Linked DNA regions of Sus scrofa: region 1 is linked to region 2. Evidence: chromatin contacts called from public targeted proximity ligation data. All regions are on one chromosome and are shown on one strand. The core of a region is the stretch at or near the end of the contact, and the rest is flanking DNA. Distances in the headings are between cores, read along the strand shown.

Region 1 (6,781 bases), core at 310-2,809, 91 kb before region 2:
ATTACTGCTTCTCCTCTTCTTCTTCTTGGTCTTTATTTTCCCCCTACACCCGTGGCATGCACAAGTTCCCTGAGCTAGGGATCCAACCTGTGCCACAGCAGTGACAATGCTGGATCCTTAATCCGCTGCACCACCAGGGAACTTCCTGCTTCTCTTCTTCTGCTTCCCCTTACCTCACCAAAAGGAGCCTAAACTGGACAAAGAAGCACAATGCCTCACTCTTAGAAGAAATATAAAACCTATTTCTTAATGGCCCCCTATCTACACACATTCCCTGGGCTCACACTGTCCCATACCAAGACTTCTGACCACAGCTCAGAGTGTTTCCTGAAACTCCACATCAGCTCTCAAACAATGAGCTAGGTCTCACAGCCAGTCTGCCCACAGACAGACAATGCCATGTACTTTCAGACTGGTACTGCAGTTACATGGCACTGCCCTACCAATACTCACCTCGCATTTGACCACTTGCCAAATCAATGAGAACTATTAAGCATCCATTCTGTGCACAGATATTCATGCTCCAGAAATAAGATAACCAAATATTTAAACACCAGAATTAAAGTATGTAGTGTGTTGTTAAACCAAAGAATACATCTGTGTCACTAGATTAAGTCTATTCCTTCAGAATGTCATGGAAAAGTTCATTCATTTCTATACCACCTTATTTCCCAAAAGGCACCTTAGTCAGAAGCCCTGCAATGCCATACAACTCTGGTTAAAAACAAAACAAAACAAAAATCAGAGAAAACACGAAGATTTTTACCAAAAAGCAAAAACGTAACTACCTTCTTTCCACTCTAAGAACCACTAACATACCTTCCAAAGGCAAAAGGGTACCTTTTAAAAACAGAAAGATTCTCCCATTTCTGCCAATAAAATAATGATCTAGCTATATACCAAGCAAGAGACAGAAGACCTGGCTTTGGTTCTCCAGCTATCCCTGGTACCTACAGTGTGAGTCTGGATTCAGTCTCACAGGGTCTCTGCCTCAGTCTCCACAAACGAGAGATGGTCTCAAAAAATGGTCTCATAAAAGATAATGCACAAGAAAGTGCTCCGTAATCTATTAGATATTGTCTTGTCAACCTGCCAATTTATTCCTGTGAACTGATTCCTTCCCTCCAACTCACAGCGACCAAAATGATTTATTTTACAAAGTGTTCATGAGTTATTTGACAGCAGGTGTAAAAAAAAGTCAGAACTAGAAAAGATACTGAATACTTTCACACACACAAAACAGTCTGAAGTTATAGATATAAAGGGTTACAACAAAAAAATGGGTTAGAAAAATGACCCATAGTACATTGCCTTTCCTGGTTCTGGCAAAAATTTGAGCTGGAAAGGCAGGGTATTTAAAAAGGAAAATGAATGACAAACAAGAAATAAAGAATTATTTCAAAATCTCACGAAAGGGTAGTTTGAGAACAAGGGGTCAGGGAAGACTATGTTTTTGTAAGGTCTGACTTGCCCTTTGCTGTGGGTACACTGTCTTTTCATGTGGCCCCAAAGGAATAGTTGAGCCATTGTTGTTGTTGATAATGATGAGCAGATGCTGATGGGATGATTACACATCAACAGTTCTCAGCCTTAGGTCTTGTGTAATTGGGTGTGTCGATCTATGTCACTCTACAGATGGTTATTAAACCAGTTACAACTTCCCTAAATCATTTCACTAGACCTGAACAGCATTCTAGATAGTTATTCTCTGGTACCAACTGAGAAGAGCCACTACCATAAAAAAAAATTTTTTTTAAATAGTTCCAAGGTTTAATCCCTCTTCCTCCCAACACACATACATACACACACACACACACACACACACACACACACACACACAAAGTAGGGATGTCTGTTTAATTCAAAAATCCAAGTTATCAAATTTGAAATTTAAAATTTACCAAAACCATAAATATTTCTTTACTGCAGTGAACATAACAAATTCATTTATTTCAACCTGTCTTGAATAAAAAATATAATCAATTCCCAATTTTCCATCAACAAATGGTATGTGTTCTGGATAATCCGTGTGCCTCAGGAACAAGAACAATCCTGCTATCAAAGCTCTCCTCTGGATGACAGAGCCTGGGGAAACCTAGCTCTCATGATACACAACTGCCAAATTCTTCCTAGTGAGAGAGGTACATCACTGCAATGGGGCTTGATGACAGTGGCCTTTATGGAGAAAGCTCTCAGCTGACCACAGGGCATGGCTGGCCAAATGTCCAACTGGATTGCTGGAGAAGACAAAATGGTCCATTTGGCATTCTGTTGATACTGAGATGTCAAACCTTCAACTAACCGGCCACTCTTGGCAGTAAGCTTTCCTACACCACATACCTGAGAGAACGTTTGTTAAGATGGCTCCCTTGAATGAAAACCACAACTTGTGAAATGCACTACTGTGGAAAAAGCAAGCATACCTTTACATACAGATAGACATAAACAAGCCACAGATTCATATAAGCTTTTAGCCTTAGAATTAGTAAGCTAAACTGAAGTGCATTGCGTGAGTTTCATCATTTTTCTTTCTTTCCCCATAACCATTTGGCAGAGTTAAAATTTTAGCCATCATGCATTTTCTTCCCTAAAATGCATCAGTTACAGTTCCCACAGAAGCTAGCTATGCATTTCCTTGTGGGTGTATGCGTAAAACTACCATAACAAAACATTTTCTATTTCCTCATTTTGATTAAAAGGAAAGAAGAAATGCTAAAGTGCACTTACATAAGTGACAGTGCAAAACTGACACGCCTATCTGTATACATAATTTATAATCTGTTTAAATTTAAGGTTACGATAATAAGGAGAGAAGTGGCAAGAGCATGAAATAAAACTACATTAAGGAGTAGCCCGTGCTATATGCTCTTGAGAGATTTAAGAGAAACTTGAATGAACAACAAAGTCACTTCAGGCCACTCAGGAAGAACTAAGACTCAAGACATTAAAAACAGCTGAGGGAAAGAAAATACTAAGAGATACATACCGAGAACATAAAATGCATGTGAGGAGTTCCCATCGTGGCTCAGCAGACACAAATCTGACTAGCATCCATGAGGACGCAGGTTCGATCCCTGGCCTCACTCAGTGGGTTAATGATCCGGCATTGCCGTGTCCTGTAAGTCGAAGACAGGACTCAGATCTGGTACTGCTGTGGCTGTGGCATAGGCCAGTGGCTACGGCTTCAATTAGACCCTTAGCCTGGGAACCTCCTTATGTTGCGGGTGTGGCCCTAAAAAGACAAAAAATAAAATAAAATAAAATAAAATAAAATAAAATAAAATAAAATAAAATAAAAAAATAAAAAATAAAATAAAATGCATGTAAATGAACATGACATTATGGACTCATTGATAGAACATGCGGAAGTTGTGATGGGTTAAGGTGAGTTAGCCCCATTCTCCAGCCTCCTTCACTATGGGTCAACATTGCTGTCTAGGCAGCATGGACTACTGGTTACTGCAGGCACAGAAAAGCTTTAGGAAAAGCTAACTGACCCATTTGAGGAAAGAATCCTCAACTTCTGCTTCACTGCTGTCATGCTGTAACTAACACAACTAATCAACAGACAATCTTTTCATATCATGGGGAACAGAACACAGATTTAGGGACACTATGGAGCAAGCAATGTGCTATAAAGAAACAAAAACTGCCCTAGAAACTAGACCTGAGTTCTAATCATGTTTTACTATGTACTCACACCATGGGATCTAGAGGAACTCTCTTAAGCCATTTGAGACTTACTGTTCTCATCTGTAAAAATAAAATATCACCAGCCATCCCTCTTTAGCAGATTTCATTTGTAGCTCAAATAAGATCATATTTATAAAAGTAATTATAAACCAGAAAGCACTACTTAATGTAAAATATTCTTATGTAAAATTCCCAATCCAAAATTCTGTGAAAAAGAAAAACTTCACCATCTAGCCCAAAAATGATAAACTATTACATGATTCAAATTAGGTCATATATACCTATGAGACCAGCCTAAATGGAGCTGGGTGTCAGGCTGATATAACCAACTTCAACAAGTCTTTTTTTAATATTTTCCCACTGCTTCCCTAGTGTCTCAACAATGCTCAGGAATTACAAGCAAGAGTGATAATCTCCTACACCACCCCTAGCCTTCTCTAAGCACAGAAATCTGACATATGCCACTTCACATGCCTGATTAGATAAGCTTTCCCAATGCTGAAAGCCAAGTAATTCTAACATTTCAAACCTGATGGCATGAAGACTCAGGAGTGAAAGATGGAAACAAATAAGCCAGCCAAGTAGATCCTCCTTACAAAGTTCTCTAGCTTTGATATGAAATACTAAATAATTTCTTTCTATGAACCAACTGCTTCTGATGTGATAGATGCAAGATGCTGCAAACTGAGCAGACAAAGGGTTACCAAGGCTTTTAATTCACACACAATTAATCCTGCAAACTCTAAATTGCTAGATGATGGTGCTTCAGTCTGTTCTTCAGGTGATCCCAATCTTGCCTTGGCAATGAAGCAGAGTCCAAAGGGGATCATTAAAAGAAATTAAGACAAAGCAGGTTTGGAGACAAGTATTCCCAGACTACGTCTTCCAAAGGAGGAATTGCCATGAATCTAATGAAGTTTAAACTTTAGAGCCCCCTGCACTTGAGCACCTTTCTGTGCCAAGAACCATGCAATTTAGTATGCTGTTTCCAATATTTACAAACAATCCTGTGGGTTAGTTATTACTATTATTCCTTTTATATAAATCAGAAAACTGAGACTTAGAGAAGTTAGGTGGCTTGCCCAATACTCTTAGCTAAGAATCAGAGCCAGGTCTAGCTGGTTCCAAAACTCACCAGCTACACTAGAGTAAACATCAAAATGTAGTTGGAAAGGTATCTAAAAATCATAAACAATCAGCCTTTATTATCATTTATCTCTCATTATCCTTCATACCCCTGGGCATTTTCTCTTTCACCATCCAACCGACAGCAAAAAACAACTAAACCTGAAGGAGAAAGTCCAGTATATCTGAAAAGACCTCCATGTCTGAACATGTATGTTTAGGGAAATGTTTTAAAACAGAAGGGATTAGCTATTGATGACAAACATGCTTCTCTCATCTATTAGTAGAGATGACCATCAACTTTCAGTATCAAAGGAGGTAATAAGGGAAAGGTTCACATAAAAGAAGAAAAACCAAGGTTATCCTCACACTTTTTCTGTGACAATATTTGTAGAAATGCTGCATACAGTTAATATCAAAGTTCCCAGGCCAAGATAGGTTAATCCTGGGCAGTTTTAGTAATTGGCTATGTCCACTGTTCATATGCTGAAGGATTCCAGTCATTTCATATGGTCTTTTATACCCCTTTTGGAAAGATACAATAAGAATACAAGTGAACAGTCAAGAAAAAGCTACCTGCAGTTTAAAAGGCTGGCACCAATGTGAGGCTGGATTCCCATTTTCAATCTTTCAAAACATTTTTTATTGAAAAAAAACCTTACATATTCATTGCTAGTCTTAATCTACTAAAAAATTTCTTGGAGTTCCCACTTGTGGCTCAGTGGTTAACAAACCTGACTAGTATCCATGAGGACGCGGATTCGATCCCTGGCCTTGCTCAGTGGGTTAAGGATCCAGGGTTGCAGTGAGCTGTGGTGAAAGTCGCAGACTCAGCTGAGATCCCAAGTTGCTGTGGCTGTGGTATGGGCCGGTGGCTACAGCTCCACTTCAGCCTCTAGCTTGGGAACCTCCATATGCTGCAGGTGTGGCTCTAAAAAGACAAAAAATAAATAAATAAATAAATAAATTCTTTTAAGATCAAGAAGTATAGAGAGAGACATGCTAAACAACTTTCTCTGGATTTCCACAAACGTAATTCCATTTTCAAAAAGATTTAGGAGTTCCCGTCGTGGCACAGTGGTTAACGAATCCAACTAGGAACCATGAGGTACGGGTTCGATCCCTCCACTTGCTCAGTGGGTTGAGGATCCAGCGTTGCCGTGAGCTGTGGTGTAGGTCGCAGATGTCGCTGGGATCCTGTGTTGCTGTGGCTGTGGTGTAGGCCAGCGGCTACAGTTCCAATTTGACCCCTAGCCTGCCTGGGAACCTCCGTATGCCGCAGGATCAGCCCTAGAAAAGGCAAAAAGACAAAAAGATTTAGAAAGAAATGCAACTCCCCAAAGTAGAATTCTGACATTTAAATAATTTCGACATGATACAAATATTCAGAGGTAAAATGTTAAGAAGAGTAAAACAATACAGAAAAGTTAAATAAATCCAAAACTAAAAAAGTTAACTAAATCCAAAGTTACATTACCTGTGGGACTATAGGCCTCCACCAAATTGACAAACGCATCACTTATAGTGGGTAAGTGTGTGAGCTGTGGAGGCAAAAGGGGTTCCAGCTTCTGGTCCATACAACGGACTAACCGGGTGCCCTGGAAGACCATGCCTTAACCTTTCAGTAAACAGGAATCATAACACCCACTGTGAGAACTAAAGAAATAGGCAAAGCACTTTTTTCCAAAGCATCAGTCACATAATGCACCCTTAGTATATGGAAGCTATTGTTACTTCTTATAAGCTCCATAAGGATAGAGATTTTTGTCTATTTTGTTCACACTATTAATAAAGAAGTCTTGGTATTCATGCAAACCCTCGCAGTTCCTCCAAAGTGACATTTAAATTTATCTATATTAATTACACTAAATGCTTCTACCCTTAATATGCACCTCCTCTCTTTTACTGTAAGTGGCTGCAGCTGCTTTGAGGGCAAGATTTAAATTATTGGAAAATATTTTAA
Region 2 (6,487 bases), core at 2,244-4,743:
TTTCAATAAAAGGAAACGAAGTACAGATACCTGCTACAGTATGGTTGAGCCTCAAAAACATTACTTAGGTAAAAGAAACCAGCCACAAAGGATCTCATTTATGTAAAACGTATAGAAGAGGAAGATATATATACCGAAAAAAAAAAAAAAAAAGAAAGAAAGAAAGTGTATTAGTGGTTGCCTAGAATTAGGGGGAGCAAAAGGGTGAGGTGGGGAGTGAAAATAGTGAGTGACTGTTTACTGGTATAAGGTTTCTTTGGGGGAATAATGAAAATGTTCTAAAATTAATTAAGGTGACAGATGTACCTCTATGTATGTATGTATGTATGTATGTATGTATGTATGTATGTACATTGAATTGTACACTCTAAACATGTGAACTTTACACCAGGTTGTTCCATTCAGTGCCCTCAAAAAGTGTGTTCACATAATGCATGAAGGAGCATACTGTGGGTTGGCCCAAGGGGTTGCTAGTAATAAAAGCTGGAGGTGGAGAGGGGCCAGGGGAAGAGGAGGATGAACGAAGAGATGGAGGAGGGACAGTAAGGAATAGGTGAAGAGAAACGCCCAGAAATGAAGGCATAAATCATCTCAAGGTTGGAAAGCTCATGGGAAAGGGAGAGAAAACGTGGGAGTGGAATTTGCAGGTTATCTTTACTGCAAACTGTAGAAACAGGGGTGGGATGGTTCAAAGCAAAGTTGCAAAGCAAATAATTGGGAGCATAAAGATTGATTTGCTGAGTATATAATGCTGTATAGAGCTGATGGGAATTATTTGGTAAAAGGAATCATGATTGCTATTGCCAAATTTGCATTAAAGCAAAAATATAATGTAATTCTGCAAATAGCCAAAAAAGATAAAAGGTTAACCCTTCTTACAAAAACTGTGGATTAACATCAGGTAACTTCAAGGAAACTGCTCCTTTGTCTAAGCAGAAATCCATGTATTTTTTGTACATCCCCTTGCATTTCAAGAAGGGTATTTTTAGTTTCTAAAAATGTTTTGCCCAAATTAGAGCTTTTAAGAGAGCTGTTGGATCTGAAATTTATTATTATTTAAAATAATAAATAAGATAATAAAATCAGAAATAAAAATAAGAATTGAATAAGTTAAATAATATTGGGTACATTTAGTATCATTTGGTAACAAACTATCTAGTATCTAGTCAGACACATGCACACAGCACAGACCCCATCACCCTAAGGTTCAAAGCATGGCTAGAAACAAATCACCTCAGGATTAATTAGCCTCTTCCTTATGTGTCTTGGCCCTGCCTTCTCAAGAGCCCATCTCTTCCTTAACATCTCTGTCATACAGGGTAGAAGAAACAGAGACAGAACAGCTGTGACCAGGGCTTACTCATCCGTATAGTCATTAGATGATGATAGTTATAATAATTAACATGTTTAAAGGGCTTTACAGTATACAAGCTACTACTGTGGATTTGATTTTAATTGTAATCTTTATAGAAACCTCTCCTTTTTTTTACCTCAGATGAGAGAATCATAGTTTAGAAATGAAATGACTTGCTTAGCATCTCTCACTATGATCTTTCTCAAGTGTGTAAACATACCTAAAACTCTCTCAATTTAAAAAAAAGAATGAAATCCATTCTTTACTCTAGATACCCTCCCTGCAAATCGTCTCTTATTTCATAAGTAAGCTTTTCCAAAAAGTGGCTCACACGCCCTGTCTCTCCCTCTTGGCACTCATATTGTGAATTTTCCTTGTTCTAAGGAATGTAATTTGTTAAGGCAGGTCACCAGTTGAAAGATGGCATCTAGGGAGCATAGTCACCCCAATCCTGCAGTTTGGATCACACATAATTATTAAACACAACTTGAGGGTTTAACAAGAGGAATGTCCTTGTCACTGAAGAAAGTGGGCAAAATCTAGGCAGGCACTCAGGCCGGGGAAGCTTGCAGCATTCCTCTGAGCCTGGAGGAGTTTCCCATTCTATGGCCGCTTTCCCCTCCCTTCCTTTCTGGAGGGAAGGGAGGAAAGAAGAGGGAGAAAAGAAAAGAGGGAGGGGGGACAGTTTCAAAACAAAGTCACCTGACTACAACCTCATTCCCTTTTTCTTTGATTAGGACACCCTCCAACTCACTGCTGTTGGGGTTGCTAAAACAGAGGCCATGTTTACCACTTGAGGCTCTGGCCTTGTGAGAGAAGATGGTCCATCTTACTCCAGAATTCTTTGCCTCACCTCCTATCCAAGTGCCCATATTCCTCCCTTTAAATTTCATTGATGATCTAGATCTCGGAAATTTTCTGGGTTGAAGAGAAAGAAACTGAACATGATGGGAGGGGTGAGAAGGCTGCAAGGGAAAGGGGTAGGCAGCAGGGCACGTTGCACCTATTTCCCAATGCTTCCACAGTCGGTCCTGGCCGCTTGCAGGATAGAAAAGTGAGAAGCAGAAAGGCCAATGAGTAACTTAGTGGTCTTGGGTACACGGTATGTTCTCTACCCCCCACCCCCCCAACTCCAGCTGCACTAACTGTATTTCCTGTTCTGTTATCTAAAGTGTGAGTCTGGCACTCTCTGAAGACACAAGTGCCCACTTCCAGCCAAACAAAGCAGCCTTTCCTCCAGCCCAAGATGCCCCCCCACCCCCCGCCCCCGCCCAGTTTCTGTTCTCTGCTTCTCCAGCTGGAAAAGCAGGGCCCAGCTCTCACCTCCTCAGATTCGGAGGTGATGAGTAATGATCCACTGTGAGACTCTACAGTTTCAAGGAGTTCCCAACCTGATCAGTATTTAAAATCTAGACCAAATTATTGCACATTTTCCCACACTTTTCATTTCCTTTCCCTATAGTTCTGGCTGCTGAAGAATTAGTATCTCCTTTAATAGCAAAGGTGGCAAACATAAGTAGTAAGGGTAGGCAGAGGCAAAATCATAAAGTAGGTGGAGTATATCGTTGATGCTCTCATCTCCTCCCTTTCTCCTTCTCCCTCTATCGAAGTCAGGAAAAAATCTGAAAATGGTCATTTACACATTAATGTGAATTTAAAGCTCTCTAATTGTCTCTCACAGGGATTTTTATAAATTTTTTTTTTTTTTTGGCCACTCCTAGAAGCAGCCTTTCAGGCAGGTAGCCAGTGTATTTTTCAGGGAACATGGGAGCCTATATCAGGTAGAGAGCTCCTTAGAAACACTTGTATCCCTGGGAGGTTCCTGCTCACAGAGCTGCACTATGAGGGGATTTTGAAATAAATGGTCCACAGCCATTCATTTCGGGGACTTTTCCCCAGCCTCTGCCTCTCTGGTGGCTTTTCTGTCATTACCTACCTTCTTAGGCCAATACCTGGTGACACTCATGGTGACCCAGAAGGCTGGATCACGGGAAGTAGAGAATGGGCTGTGCTGATGATTTATTAAACTCTGTGGCTTCTTGCTCCTCCACAAGACTCCTCATCAGAGGGTGCGGCTTGGGTCATGCTGGGCACTCAGCAGCTTTGTGGTGGGTATCGGTTTGTGCTTCCTCCCCCTTGCTTTCGATTCAATGCTTTCCTGTTGCAGTCTGAGCAGTTCTATTTAACCGCAGCCCCACAGCAGCTACCACTGCATGCAAACTGGATCCAATCAGGGGCAAGTGTAGGGTAACCAGAGGGGAAGAGTTAAGAGGTAAGAAAGGAGAGTGCTAGAAGCCAACTGGAAATGAACAAAAAATTCCAAAGAGAGAACATCATGGTGAATAATAATTGAGAAAACATTCCAGTAATTTAAAAAAATATGTTCCAGCTCACATTCAGTTGTGGTAAAAGTCAATCCTGACCTGAGTTAATCAGTTCAAATACATTTTCATTAGAACATAGCCTTGGATGTATTTTTCAAAGAATTAAGAAATATATCAAATTAGATAAAGTTAATTTGGGTTTTAATCCAAGAATTAATATAAAATTAAGTAGCCAAATTCAGTTCTGATAAGGTTAATGACAATTTCAGGGTAGAATTTAGACTTCATATAATTGAGGTCCTAGAGAGGGTGTTCCAGGCAAGGGCAAGAGCATTTGTGAAGGCCCAGAAGCAGGAGGAAACAGTTTGTATTTAAAACACTGCAAGCCAGCATGAGTGATGCACAGACTGATGGCAGGTAGGCAGGTTACTGATCATGAAGGGCTTAGGAGCTATGCTAAGAAGTTTGGACTCCATAGCCTATGAACGGTGGGAACAACTAAATGATTTTTAAACAAAGGAGGTGAATTGTTCAGAATTACATTTACAAAAAAGTTTCTGATAAGTGGTGGAAAATGACACAAGAAGAGAAAAACCGGGGGCAGGAAACTAGCAAAGTCTTGCACAAATCCAGAGGCGATTGATTGCTTAGGCCAGATGGGGATGAGAGTAAGTGGGTAGATCCAAAGAAGTAGATTTAACTGGACTTGGTTGTTGATTGAATGTGATGAGTGAGCAAAAGAGTAAGCAAGGTTGAATCTTAGGTTTCTGGCTAGAGCATCCGGGCAGATGTTGTAGCATATATTTGGATAAGAAACATTAGAAGAGGAATAGTTTGAAGGAGTGAGTTAATATGGCTTCAGGAACTTCCAAATTGAAATGGTTCTAGAAGGCAGTTGAATATTTAAGTCTGGAGTTCAGGAAAGGTAGAGATTTGGAAATCACTGGAATGTAGATCTCAACTACATTGAAAGGGATATGATTTCTCAGAGAATGTGTAGAGGATAGAGAGGCTGGCATAGGATGGGGTCTTGAGCAACAGCAACACCTAAAACTCTTGTAGAGAAAAAGGAGCTTGCAAAGGATACAGAATATCCATGACTAAAGTAGGAAAACCATACTAGTGTGTGGAAACCAAAGGAAGATGGTGAGTCCATCTAGGAGGTCATTAGAATCAGATGCTGCTCAGAGTCAACTAAGATAGTGACTGATGTATCCACTGGATTTAGTAACATCATCAGGGGGTGGGGGGAATCACTGTCTTTAGTGAAAGCCCCTTCAACACAGTGGGAACCAATGCCAGATTAGGCTGGGTTGAAAAATGAGGGCCAAGTGAAGAATTAGACACAATAGAGTAGAAGTTCTTTGGTGGTTCAGTGGATTAAGGAACTGGCATTGTCACTGCTGTGTATGGGTTCAGTCTCTGGCAAGGGAACTTTCAGGTGAGGTCAAAAAAACAAAAAACAAACCTGAAGGAACAATAGGGTAGACAGCTCATTCAGCAAGGCACACATTCTATTCCCTCCACCTCAAATGCTCTTCAACACCATTCCTACTTGGTAAATCTTGCTCACTCCAAGGATGGGCTGAAGTGAAGGAGATTTATAAACAAACAAAAATCTGAGAAATACATTTTTTCCAGAGACAAATTCAGCCAGGGCTAGAAGTCAGGAAGTGAGTGCTCTTATTCTGTGCTCACCAGACAAGAACTTTCATCTAGTAAGGAAGGGCTGTACATTCCCTGGTGCCAGTGTGGGGGTGTTGGTCTACAGTAAGCCAAGAATGTGATGCAATTCTTAAGAACAGGAAGAGGTTTAGCTGGAATGGAAAGAGGACTCTGACTGGGGGGTGGCAATAGCAGGAGTAGAGTGAGAAACAATAATTTTTTTCGAAAGAGTAGAGCCAGAAATGAACAGACAAAAGCAGAAGGAATTGAAAAACTGTAACTGAAAGCCTTTCTATCCTATCTCTGATTTCAATAAGCAGACAGAAAGGACATCAGACTGAGAATTGGCTCTTCGATCATTCATTAGGAGAGAAAATATCCATCCCTTGGGACTCTCTTGACTTATGAGGTACCTCCCTGCTCTTTTCTCTTTGAGCTGATAACAGATGAGGAAATTTATCTGTAAAATAGGGATCGTGGCTATCATCCTCATATGAAAACATGTGTGATGAGAGCACTTCATATGCTCTGAAAAACAGTTCAGGAGTTCTCATTGTGGTGCAGCGGAAATGAATCCAGCTAGTATCTATGAGGATGAGGGTTTCACCCCTGGCTTTGCTCAGTGGGTTAAGGATCCGCACTGCCATGAGCTGTGTTCTAAGGTCACAGATGCAGCTTGGATCCAGCGATGCTGTAGCTGTGGCAGAGGCCGGCAGCTGGGAACTTCCACATGCCATGGGTGTGGCCCTAAAAAGAAAAAAAAAGTTCAAAAAAAAAAAAAAAGATCAGTTCAAATGTTAGCTGCTAATGTTCTTGGAATGTACAAAAGCACAAGCATATTTTAAAACTTATTTATTTATTTTGTCTTTTTGTCATTTCTTGGGCCACTCTTGCGGCATATGGAGGTTCCTAGGCTAGGGGTCCAACTGGAGCCATAGCTGCTGGCATACGCCACAGCCACAGCAACGCCAGATCCTTAACCCACTGAGCAAGGCCAGGGATCAAACCCTCAACCTCATGGTTCCTAGCCGGATTCGTTAACCACTGAGCCACGACGGGAACTCCCTAAAACATATTTAAATAATGAAAGAATAAGAAAGACTGGATACTGATGATACAGATAACATTTGCTCCAAATGACACA

Evidence for each region.
Region 1: a targeted proximity ligation map of alveolar macrophages shows a contact between it and region 2. A contact is called at or near these places in 1 of 47 Hi-C or Micro-C datasets (blood) and 2 of 2 datasets of targeted methods (alveolar macrophages and skeletal muscle).

The regions. Positions count from the first base shown.
Region 1 is chr4:100,996,314-101,003,094 of Sscrofa11.1, reverse strand. All of the region lies in intron 1 of NOTCH2 (neurogenic locus notch homolog protein 2), which reads right to left. Among named protein-coding and RNA genes, the nearest start is that of NOTCH2, 48 kb to the right of the region's middle.
Region 2 is chr4:100,907,482-100,913,968 of Sscrofa11.1, reverse strand. All of the region lies in intron 2 of LOC110260433 (a long non-coding RNA gene), which reads left to right. Among named protein-coding and RNA genes, the nearest start is that of NOTCH2, 41 kb to the left of the region's middle.